Linked DNA regions of Sus scrofa: regions 1 and 3 are each linked to region 2. Evidence: chromatin contacts called from public Hi-C data. All regions are on one chromosome and are shown on one strand. The core of a region is the stretch at or near the end of the contact, and the rest is flanking DNA. Distances in the headings are between cores, read along the strand shown. Region 1 holds the start of SNX6 (sorting nexin 6). Region 2 holds the start of LOC106507712. Region 3 overlaps LOC110261575 (a long non-coding RNA gene).

What was found. Hi-C and Micro-C count contacts between places; a contact is called where the count stands out from the background.
Region 1: a contact with region 2 is called in a Hi-C map of liver, with 4 times the contacts expected there. The contact joins the promoter of SNX6 here to the promoter of LOC106507712 in region 2. A contact is called at or near these places in 1 of 47 Hi-C or Micro-C datasets (liver) and 2 of 2 datasets of contacts at active chromatin or transcription factors (alveolar macrophages and skeletal muscle).
Region 3: a contact with region 2 is called in a Hi-C map of fetal skeletal muscle, with 1.8 times the contacts expected there. The contact joins the enhancer-like site here to the promoter of LOC106507712 in region 2. A contact is called at or near these places in 4 of 47 Hi-C or Micro-C datasets (embryonic fibroblasts, fetal skeletal muscle and skeletal muscle) and 1 of 2 datasets of contacts at active chromatin or transcription factors (alveolar macrophages).

The regions. Positions count from the first base shown.
Region 1 is chr7:65,153,872-65,157,730 of Sscrofa11.1, forward strand. SNX6 (sorting nexin 6) reads left to right here and starts at 2,605. Exons shown (of 14, transcript NM_001244216.1): 1 at 2,605-2,650; 2 at 2,806-2,853. The coding sequence starts at 2,645.
Region 2 is chr7:64,967,105-64,971,120 of Sscrofa11.1, forward strand. It overlaps LOC106507712, which reads left to right and starts at 2,323. Exons shown (of 3, transcript XM_021100054.1): 1 at 2,323-2,816; 2 at 2,872-3,169; 3 at 3,226-3,264. The coding sequence starts at 2,323. The coding sequence ends at 3,264. BAZ1A (bromodomain adjacent to zinc finger domain 1A) reads left to right here and starts at 2,522. Exons shown (of 27, transcript NM_001244159.1): 1 at 2,522-2,766; 2 at 3,226-3,396. The coding sequence starts at 3,284.
Region 3 is chr7:65,116,225-65,120,090 of Sscrofa11.1, forward strand. The region is part of intron 2 of LOC110261575 (a long non-coding RNA gene); the gene reads left to right. Among named protein-coding and RNA genes, the nearest start is that of CFL2, 27 kb to the left of the region's middle. Within about 2 kb of position 1,562, at least 12 of the 83 cell types and tissues checked have an H3K27ac peak or open chromatin away from gene starts, as enhancers often do. A contact at or near this core is called in alveolar macrophages, fetal skeletal muscle and skeletal muscle, where this site is marked.

The DNA of each region.
Region 1 (3,859 bases), core at 1,355-3,854, 190 kb after region 2:
GGACTGAACCCGCAACCTCATGGTTCCTAGTCGGATTCGTTAACCACTGCGCCACCTCGGGAACTCCGATTTTTTTTTTTTTTTTTTTTTTTTGGTCTTTTTAGGGCCACACCCACGGCATATGGAGATTCCCAGCCTAGGGGTTGAATCAGAGCTATAGCTGCTGGCCTACACCACAGCCACAGCAACATGGATCCGAGCCCCATCACCACAGCTCACGGCAATGCCAGATCCTTAACCCACTGAACGAGGCCAGGGATCGAACTTGCATCTTCATGGATGCTGGTCTTGTTCATTAACCTCTGAGCCACCAGGGGAACTCTGATTACTCATATCTTAAATCTTGTCTTTTTTTTTTTTTTCGGAACTAGTGATTTTAAAGTTTTGGCATTTGAGGATTTCAGTGTTTCTGTACAATGTTGCTGGACTTGGCTTAAATATTAAATTTTAAAACCCTTGGTTAATAATCAGAAGCTTCTAAGTCATCCTATGTGGCACTTCTTGACCTATGTCCACACTTGACCCTGCTGCTGATTGTGAACAAATCCCAGTCATTGATTGTAGCTCCACTCTTCTCTCTCCCGGAACCTTATAGGCATTACCTTCAAGCCAAAAAATAAGTGATTAGGAAATCATGACACCTTTTATCAACAACAAGTTACTGAAACATTCCATCACACTGCACTGACATCACATGATACCTCATGACTCCTAGTGAAAAATGTAACTCTAGTAGTTACTACAGTGCATTGGGAAACAAGAAACGAAAGACAAAAATAAAGTCTACCCTCCCACCTCACCCCTATGTTGGAGAATAACACTGATTGGGGCAATAACTTAACCTCTTTTAAGTTCTCCTTACATACAAAATGAAAACGACAAGCTCTCATGAAAATGTCTGGAAGTTTACCATTATTGTTTTGAGAGCTTCAATTCAATAAGATAGGACAGAGGTCCTGGCAAAATAGGGAGGGAATCAAATGTGGAAGGCCTAGAATTGTAGGCTGAAGAGTTGGACCTTCACATAATGGAAACTTGTGAAGATTATTGAACAGGGTAGTAGCATAATCATCCATATCTGTGTCTTAGGAGGAAAACTGGCAGCAGTTTACAGAATGGTAAGAGGGAGTTGGAAATAAAATTACAAGAGTATTGTAAAGGGCCAGACAAGGGGGGAGAGAGATAAATTAGGAGTTAGGGATTAACATATACACACTACTGTATATAAAAGAACAAAGACCTACTGTATGACACAGGGAAATATACTCAATATCTTGTAATAACCTATAATGGAAAATAATCTGAAAAAGAATGTGTGTGTACATAACTGAATCACTTTGCTGTACACCTGAAACTAATGCAATATCGTACATTAAAGATACTTTAGTTTTTAAAAACTTTTTTTTAAAAAGGGCCAAACCGGTGTTCCCGTCGTGGCACAGTGGTTAACGAATCCGACTAGGAACCATGAGGTTGCGGGTTCGGTCCCTGCACTTGCTCAGTGGGTTAAGGATCTGGAAATGCCATGAGCTGTGGTGTAGGTTGCAGACTCAGCTAGGATCCCGCGTTACTGTGGCTCTGGCGTAGGGCGGCATCTACAGCTCTGATTAGACCCCTAGCCTGGGAACCTCCATATGCCCTGGGAGCGGCCCTGGAAAAGGCCAAAAGACCAAAAAAAAGGGGGGGGGCGGGGACAGACAGATGCTGAGGTTAATTGTTGTGGAAAAGGATTAGGAGGAGGAACAGACCAATTTAAGAGATAACAGCAGATCATCAGTCATAGTCATAATAGGATTTGGTTACTAATGGTGTGATCAGTGAAGGAGAGGAAGGAAGAACTTGAATGGGACTTTTGAGGTTTCTGGCCTGAAGATGCTAATGCCATTAACTGAATGGAGGTACAGGATTGCTTGCGTGTGCGTGTGTGTGCCCACGCGCGCAAGCTCGAAAGTGTACCAGAAGTACGCAGGGGATAAGAACTGATTTTGTCTTGTCTTAAGGGCTGTGGACACCTGTGTGGTGCTGTAAAGCACGACAGTAAGAGGAGTCTGGGCACATTTCTTGGCATAAAGGAAAGCATACTCTTGTAATGAGAACGGCTCATTTTTATAGTGCTCAGCCATTAGCGCCCCAAACCCTGAGATAGTTATTACCACGCCAACAGTAAAAGCTTGAATACAACCCCTAACTGATGACTGTGTGAAGGGCCTTGGTTCCCACAACTTCTACAGGCAAAATATTAATTGTGATTAATTATCCTGTGGCACCATACAAAGACTAGATGATGTATTGTGGCTTCCAGAAGGCGCTTGTTGGCTTTCTTGCTGCAGCCCTCAGGGAAAGGGAACTGGACAGCTCCCTGGGTGGCCTTTGGCCCTTCCAGGGTCATAGCCGCCGCGATGGGCTGTCCTCACCCACGAGAGTCTGGGTCTTCGGGCCCTCTCCATCTTAGGGGCTCGGACCTTGGGCGGAGGGCGGGGTCTTCCTTCTTCCGCACTCTCGGACCCTGGCATCTCTGGGTCGGGGCGGGCGGGGCGGGGCGGGGCTGATCCGAGGCCCCGCCCCTCCCCCCACTCGCTGCCGCCGGCTCCCTCCGGCCCGCGGTGCCGTGCGCGCCTGCGCTGGCTGTCGCTTCGGAGCAGCCATGATGGTGGGTGTTCGGCGGCGCCGAGCTCCGGGCGCGCGGTGGGGGTGGCGGGCTCGGGGAGGGCTCGGGGGCCGCGCTGGCCTGGCACTAATGTCTCCCTTTGTATCTCCCCTACTCCATACTCTTCCCTGGCACGCCGGGCCCTGCTGCCCCCGCAGGAAGGCCTGGACGACGGCCCCGACTTCCTCTCCGACGAGGACCGCGGAGTAAGTTCTGCCTCCTCGCTCGCGGGAACCTCCCTCCCGCGCCTTGGCTCTGGGGTGTGGTACTGCGGAGGGTAGGGGGCCAGGCCGCTAGGCACCCCCTCCCCGCTGGGCTCCTTTCGGTTTCCTTGCCTTCCCGCGCCCCGCCCTCCTGCAGCCTTTCCTCCCTCTGGGCAGTTCGGTTCTGATTTCCCCGGGACCCGCGGCCTGTCTAGTGCCCAGCTTCGGCTTGGACCTGCGGGTGGACCTCCTCCCCCGCCGCGGTCGGTGTGCAGGTGGGGAAGTGGAGACAGAAGCTGGAGCTGCACCCTTCCACCTCTCCTGCCAGGTTGGGGGCTATAAGAACCCATTGTCAGACCTTCCTGCCGGTACCCCTTCATTTCCCCTCGTAGACCTCTCGAACTCGCCCCCGCCCACCCTTCTCTCTCTCTCTCTCTCTCTCTCTAAAACGTTGTAGTATAGGCTCGTTCCCTTGTGCAAGGGATTTTACAGTCGCTGAATCTTAACTTTTCTCCAGTATGCTACTAGATTTTGCAAAGTGCTGGTAGCCCACAGTACCTTTACTTTTCTTAATGGTCAAAAAATACATCTTTTGCAGAGCTCCCTTAGTGGTGGTTTGAGGCAAATTGCATTTCACTTCAGAAAGGACTTTCTGGGCTCTGATTCCTCCTCCCCCACTCTCTTCCCCCAATTTATCTTGACCGAAGGGTGGTAATCTGTATAGTGCCTTGCACAAGTGAGCACTTGAAAAATACTGATATATGATGATTGCCGCTCAGCAGGGTTCCGTGGTTCCGTCACATTTAAACAGCCTGCACTTTAGTTTTCTGTTTTGCCTTTTGCTTGTTGATCTTAATGTTTCAGACACTTCCATTAGTTGATTTTTGGCAGGTGAGAAAATACTCTTATAGAATGTTACTATTTCTTGTTGGTATGAAAGCATCGCATAGGATTTCTGATTACTTCTAAAAATTTTAGGTTGTAATTAATTTTATTTATTTTTAATTTT
Region 2 (4,016 bases), core at 1,073-3,572:
TTTGTCTTTACCTAAAGCAGTATACTTTCTCAAATATGTAAACTAGGTGTTGATGATATTATGTCCTGCCTAACTAGTATATTTACATTTTACATATAAGTGGGGACCACTGGGGTCTTTACACAAAGGGATGACAGGGTGTAGATGGTTGGATCTTGAGACTATGGGGCGTGGGGGGATATGGTGGAACATGAGCTTTCTGTTGCCCTTCACATTATGCCCTGTGGATGACTTAATTTAAGACCGACCGTGGGTTCCCCTTCTATAGTTTCTTTCAATCTTTATTACTTCTCTTTTTGCATTACACTACTTATGATCATCAGGACTCAAATAATTCTTGTATCTGTTATTTGTCTTTACATCATCTCTTCCATATAAGATTGTACATTTTTTGAGGCCAGGATAGGATACATTTGTGTTGTATCCCTTGCATGAGGAAGTACAGTGACTTGGCACATAAATGGAGGAAAAATGTTTAACTTAATTGTTAAGGACTTAATTTCATTGTTTTCTTTTTTCTTTGTGATACCTTAACTTTTATAGTTTACAATATATCCATTTTTTTTCCACACAAAGCCCTATTACATGACAGCATCCTTTACTTTCTGAATATAGCAAGTGAGTTTTCACTCTCAATGGCCTAGAAGTAATAATTAATAAAGCAAAGAGGTGATCATGACACCAAAATATGAAATAAATATTAGGTAAGCTTTTAGTAGTAAACGTGTAGGATAACTTTAAGAGAAGTGTTATTTTAAGTTAGCTTAATATGCTATCAATTCGATCAAACATTATAAACACATAAAAACTAAACTTTTTAATGTTAGTTATTTACTGAACATGTTCTGAAATAATAACTATGAATCAAATTAAAATCTTAGTGTAACTGAGAGAACTGGGTTATGATGGTATTGAAATTTGAGTATGGTAGTAGGGAAATTGAGATGATAGTGTTTTTTCAAGTAGAATAAAATTTCAATTTTAGGTTAGTACAAAAAGAGAATCCAATTCTTTAAAAAATTGTATTTAATAGAAACAAAATCAACATTACTATTTTTGATCATGATTTTAATGAGATTTTAGCGGCTTAACAAACAGACCTAAGGAATATAAATACTATATATTCAGATAAAATTTCACCCATTTTTAGCTTGAGAGTTAAGTTGGGATTTTGAACTGTGAGAGCGATGCTTCAATATTGGTTGAAAATTATCCATCCTCCTTGTCCCTGTTATGAGTCTATCTTTGTTGGCTCTAAGTTTTTCACCTGGAAAATTACTTTCTAGGTAAGGAATTCTATAGTGTCACTCAGTGTACTAGTGGGTGGCCAGTTTAAAACTTCAAATCTTTGAGTGGGTAATTTTTTGAAGTTTATCCAGAGGAATATACTTACTAACCCCTGAAAGTATGTCCAAGCCTCTTTGACTATACACTAAGATGCATTAATTTTATTAATGATTTTTGAATCACAAAATTTTTCTAGCCACGTAAAAGTATCTTAAAAGAAGTTTAAAAATGACAACTCTTGAGATTTGAATAGATCCCTTACATTTTCTGCTCCAGTACACATATGTACTTAATTTGAAGAAACAAAGATGATCCCACATTGTTTCTACGACTGAGATCATTTCATAATATTAGTAATTAGTTACATCCTTTGTTGAATGGCTGCTCTTCAAATTGTCTTTTAGGCCCATTCTTACATGTTAATATGCAAGTAAGCAAATGTCAAAGGTTGTCGCCAAAAAGACCATTTAATATAAAGCTGGCAAACATTTAAAGTTATTTGTAGTTTTGGAAAATTCTTTTAAATTCGAAAGTCACATTATATCATTAAAATTAGTTTCACATATGGAAATCATTGATATGGGAAAGTCGTTTTAGGGAAAATTTCACTAGTAAATCCACAATCTTTAAAATTCCGAATTATTGAATTAAATACTGATCCCTTGCAGAATGTTTTCAGCGCCGTATTCTTCTAAATACTACTTTTTAATTTAAATACGAGGGGGCCCTATAGGCATGATGACATTTTCCGACATACTTTTTTAGGTCTTTGAATTGTCCTTAGTAGTAAAGAGCATTGCTGTCAAGAAAGGTATTTTCAAGGTGAAGGTTTTACATAAGCAAATTATTTTTTAGACATGAGAACTCTAATTTTGAATTAGAAAATATCAAAATATTTTCCACTTCTTATTTCTCCTCCCTCTTCCCTTCCTTAAAATAAAAGTTAAATCTCAATAGGACTCCTTTTCCCATCGCGGAACCAAGCGCTGGTGCCAGACTTGAAGAGGAAGGCTTTACTTTGTTAGTCGCGTGTTTATGAAACCCCAGCGCTCTTCGCAGATCTTTGGGTTGATAATCGCAAACATGGAGGATGCTTCTGATTCTTCACAAGGGGTTGCTCTATTAATTAATAATGTAGCTCTCCCAGGCTCTCCGCCGTCTCTTCCTGTATCAGTGACAGGCTGTAAAAGTCATCGAGTAGCCAATAAAAAGGTAGAAGCGAGAAGTGAAAAGCTCCTCCCAACAGCTCTTCCTCCTTCGGAGCCGAAAGTAGATCAGAAACTTCCCAGGAGCTCGGAGAGGCGGGGAAGTGGCGGTGGGACGCGATTCCCCGCGCGGAGCCAGGCCGTGGCAGCGGGAGAAGCGGCGGCCAGCAGCGCCGCGGGGCCGGCGGGAAGCGACCCCCCGGGGGGGACAGAGCCTCCCCTCGCCGCCTTTGTAGTTGAGAAGGTGGAGAAGTGGCAGCCGGCGTACTTGCAGGTGAGGGGCTCCGTGTGGTCGCTCGGGAGCCGGCCGACGCCGGCAGCGAAGTGGAGGAGAGCGGGGGAACAAAGCGGAGTGACTCCGGGGTCCGCCCGCAGCGAGCTCCCTCGCGGCGTCGGGCCGGCCGGCTGCGCGCCGAGCACGTTGTGAGCCCCGCGGCGGCGGCGGCCGCGGGCTGGGAGAGGGCGCGGGGGAGGGGGCCGCCGTCGCTCCCGCACTGCCCGCCCGCGGCCGGGCGTCCGGCCCCATTGTGAGCCGGCAGCCGGGCGTGCGGAGGTGGGGCGGCTCCGCTCTTTCGATACCCCGGCCGCGACAGGAGCGACCTCGGCTCCGGTGGCAGTCGCGGCGCGTCAGTCACACAAAAGGCAGTCGAGCTTCCCCGGCGCGCGGACCGGCCCACGCCGCCGCCGAGCGCTCCCCACCTTACCGGCTTTCCTTTCCCTCCAATTTTGATAGGGAAGCGGGGCCGGCGCGGGCGGCCGAGGGTCCGGGTGAGCCCGCGGGCGGACACGAGATGCCGCTGCTACACCGAAAGCCGTTTGTGAGACAGAAGCCGCCCGCGGACCTACGGCCCGACGAGGAAGTTTTCTACTGTAAAGTCACCAACGAGATCTTCCGCCACTACGAGTAAGGGCCGGGCGCGGGGGGTGCGAGGGAGTGTGTGGACTCTCTCCCCCACGTCCTTTTGTCTCTTTCCTTATTCTCGCTCTGGGCTTCTGGTGGGGCGACGGGAAAGTGACGGGTGGTCGCGGGCCCGCGTTTCTTTGGCCCCCGAGCCCAACCAGTGACTGCGCGGGGCCCCCGGCTGGCCCCACTGGCCGCGGCGCGCGTGGGTAGAGCCGGCCCGGGCAGAGTAGCCTCGGGTCCCAGGCCGGCCGCGGGGACAGCTTCCAGTCGCGGCAGCCGCCCGGCAGCCGAGCGGCGGAAACTCCCCGCCTCGCCCCTCCCCGCCGCGGCCACACGCGCGCTCCGGGGCCAGTTCCGGGATCCCCGCCTGGCGGCCGAGGGGATCCCCGCTCGGGTCAGCGGCGCGGAGCCGCCGTCCCCCGGCCCCGGGAGGGAATCCCCGCCCCTGGGGGCAGGAAACGGCCGGGCTGGGCGTTGTTTCCTTGGTCTGGAGTAGAGCCTGACGTTGGAGCTGCCTAGGGTAGGGGCGGGGGCGGAGCGGAGTTGGGACTCGGGGAAGGAGGGGGCTCCCCAGCGGGCCGGGGGCCAGGGGGCCCGGGAGAGCCTCCGCCGGCTGCCTC
Region 3 (3,866 bases), core at 312-2,811, 150 kb after region 2:
GTCTGAACCCTAGAAGACTTCCAGGCCAGAGGAGAAGCAGGAGGGCAGGCTGGAGACCTAGAGCAAGCAGCGGAGGGAGTACCCAAGTGATGAGGAAGAAGCAGCGAATCCCACCTGAGCTGTGTATAGTTTTTAGTTCTAGGTACAAATTAATTCTCAAGACCAGGCCAGGAGAGGGGTCCTGGGACCCAGAGCTATGCCGGCTGGAGTCAGATCAGTTAGCCTTCTGGAGGGGAGGGGTAGAGGGCAGGCTAGAGGTGCAGAACCCCAGACCTCAGGTCTCCTGAGGCAAGACTCTTTAGGAAAGGAAACTGGAGAAAGGATCCCAAATAATCATCAGGAAGAGAAGTTGCTGAGGTGACCGTGAAGGGACAAGCAGGAGGACAAAAGCCAATTCAGCGGAGATGGCCAGGGAACAAGTGGAAAGAATCTGTGTCCTTGACAACATTGAGCCACTGAATTAACCAACTCCAAAACCGCCCCACCTCTGGACTTCTTGTTACATAAAATAATAAATTCTCATACTATTAAAAATAAGAGGCCATCCTTCTGAAACGAATCTGACTAGTATCCATGAGGACGTAGGTTCAATCCCCAACCTTTCTCAGTGGGTTAAGGATCCGGAGTTGCCGTGAACTGTGGTGTAGGTTGTAGACGCAGCTTGGATCTGGTAAGACTGTGCCTGTGGCCAGTGGCTATAGCTCCGATTCAACCTGTAGCCTGGGAGCTTCCATAAGCCTCAGGTGAAGCCCTAAGAAGACCAAAAAAAAAAATGCCCACCTAACTTGATGAATTAAACTCTGTGAAAAGCATATTTGCCATGAAGGAGTTCCCATTGTGGCTCAGCGGTAATGAACCCGACTAGTAATGAGCCTGACTCAGGTTTGATCCCTGGCCTTGCTCAGTGGGTTAAGGATCTGGCATTGCCATGAGCTGTGATGTAGGTTACAGGTGTGGCTCAGATCTGGCGTTGCTGTGGCGTAGGCTGGCAGCTACGGCACGGATTCAACCTCTAGCCTGGAAACCTCCATATGCCACAAGTACAGCCCTAAAAAAAGACAAAAAAAAAAAAAAAGAAAATGAAGTTAAAATATCAAATAGGTAAACATAGTCACAATGACTGCAGCAAATCCACTCAGCTTATTAACGTATGATTACCTTGAAAAATTTGCAAAAAACAAGCCTATAAGTCAGTAGCTCAATGACTTTAAAGAATTACTAAGACAGAAAACCAGAAAGGCAGGGAGAAGGCAAATCTGCTTTCTTAAGAGAAAACATACGAACACACATGTATGTACACACGTCCACAATCCGCATATAACACAATATATATGTATATATGTACAAAGCTTGCCCCACACAGGAGACACTGCTGAGTACATCACCCCAGGTGGTGAGAGAAGGGAAAATAGGATAATGACTGCTGAAGGTGAAAAGAGGTTTGAGGTGCTCTTGCTACCTAACAAGGGAATTTTTGCCAGAATACCTAGAATAAATAGAGCTTTCACAATGCACCAGTTCTAATGAGGTTTCAAAGCTGTATGAGTAATAGGGAAGGGGGAAGTGTCGTGACACTGTTCCTATTGTGAGTTTCTCTGCTGCAAACTCTTCTCAGCAGATACTGAATCATCAGGGAGATTATTAAACCCTTTTGGTGTCTAAAATTTACCTACATAGTACTTCAGTTTCCTGGTACAAACCTTACTTTAAAATGGTTTACAGGACCGTAAATGAATTTAACGGGCTGTAGTTTGTAAATTTAACCCTAAAAATTTTAAGCTTATTTCCCTCAATTTATTATGAAGATAATTCTGTGCCAGAAGTAAGGAGAGGATAGGGAGAAACATGTTTTCACCCTTTTCACCTTCAGATTAGCGGCATAACCGTTTGAATGAAACCTCCACAGTTCATTTAGAAACTGTAGTATTGACCACTTCTTTCCTGTTCCTCAGATCCTCTCGTCTGAAGGGGTGGTGCTGGTGGGGATTCGAACAGCTGCACATTTCCAACATAGTATTCCCTAAATGGTGTCAAATGACTGGGAATGAAGTTTTGGTGACTGGATGATTTATTCACTTAGTCATCGTTGTTCCGTCAGGGGAAACAATAAGAGGCTTTTGTTTGTGTTTCTGTGTGTGGGGTGTGAGGGATGAAGAGAGGAGAATAGCCATATAATGAAACTTTGGTCCTCTTTTTCCCTCTCTCAAAAGAGGTCTTTATCTTCAAGTTACTATAAATATAATCATGAAAATAGAATATATACTTCATGGTGGCCCTTTCTACATTGTTTTTTCATATTTTCCTGGAAAGTTTCTTTTTTTTTTTCTAAAGTACTGCGTGAAAATGTTCAAATCATAAAATATTCAAACATTGCAGAAATGACTGTAAAAAACAAGAGTCTCCCTTCACTGCCCTTGCCCAGCCCCCCCCCCCCCCATTATTTAGTTCCAGCAAAAAGCTTGCTCGCTCTCTCGCTTGATCGCTTTCTTAATTACCCTGGTTTGGGGCAGTTTCATAACAACAGATGGTATATTCAATCAACAGGCAAATTCCAAAGTGTAGACAACGAGGAATCACGGAAACCAAACCTCACTGTGAAGTACAGTCCCAGAAAGTGCCAGGGGAAAAGGTGGCAGAGTGACTGAACACAGACCAGGGCAGCTCCTCTGTGTACAGGGCGCATGGGGCCAGAAACATCTGGGTTTGCTTCTCCCCTGGCCACTAGCTTGCTGGATGTCCTTGAGCAATTTTGTTTCCCAGCAGTAAAGTAGACATGACAGTAGGAGCCTGAAATGGGATCATGAGAGGGAAACATCTAGCAAGCGCCTGATATACACTAGGTCTTTGGCAAACACTGGTTTTCCTCCCACTTGCAGAGGAACTTTGATGCATCTAAAGCACGCACTGGTTTATTTCTGATGAGGTTCTGGGCATGTTCATGGGGAAATTATAATCCTATTTTGTACACTGTTTATAAAAGGTGAAAAAAGGGCGTGCTTTGCTCTCCTGCCAAACTGCCAAACTGCTCAGAGCAATGTTAGTGCTTTATAGGTTATAGGTTAATTAGCCTTTAATTAAAGGCTAGTGTAGAAAAGATCTGCATCATATTTAAGTTCAGGCAATGTGTGTGGATTCAGGCAAGAGTGTTCAGAGTTATGAAATCCTGACAATCATTATCTCCCAGAACCCTGTGTCATTAAGTGACAGAGTCAAAGATCACTTTGAATAACTGGGGAACACTGATGTAAGAACGTTGGATTTAAAAAAATATATATATTTGTATAATATTAACATGGCTATTTGGGAATTCATAATTTTTTATTTTCATCACTAAAAAACCAATCAGCAACAACAACAAACTACTCTGCAGTCATCCAGTAGGCAAGCAATAAGATGAAAGCATCTTTCAGAAGATAAAGATTAAGGCTTCTGGAGGGATCCTGGAGCATTTTCTGCAGTCTTTGAAGCCTAGAGTGCCCTCTACTGGTTGCTTTCCAGAAAACCAGGCAGCTAATAGTTTCACAGAGGACTCCGATTTTTTGAGACACTGTAAATACAATCCCTTAGACCTGTAACTTTCCTATTGAGTGGCCTCTTTCTGAAAGCTTATCGTCTGGAAGAGAGAGAGCAATGCCTTTTCTTGATGCCAACTTGATTCTTTAATTAGAAGTGTGTCTGAGATGCCATTTTGATTATGATCAGTTATGTCTGTTGGATCCTAAGTTTTAAAGTAATCAGCATTTCAGAAAAACAATTAAATGGAATAAAGTGGCCCCCAAATATTTAACTTTATTTTACATTTAAAAAATTTTTGTTGTATGCTAGAGAGTTTCTAGAGTACAGTAGTCTCTCTGTACTAGTTTTTC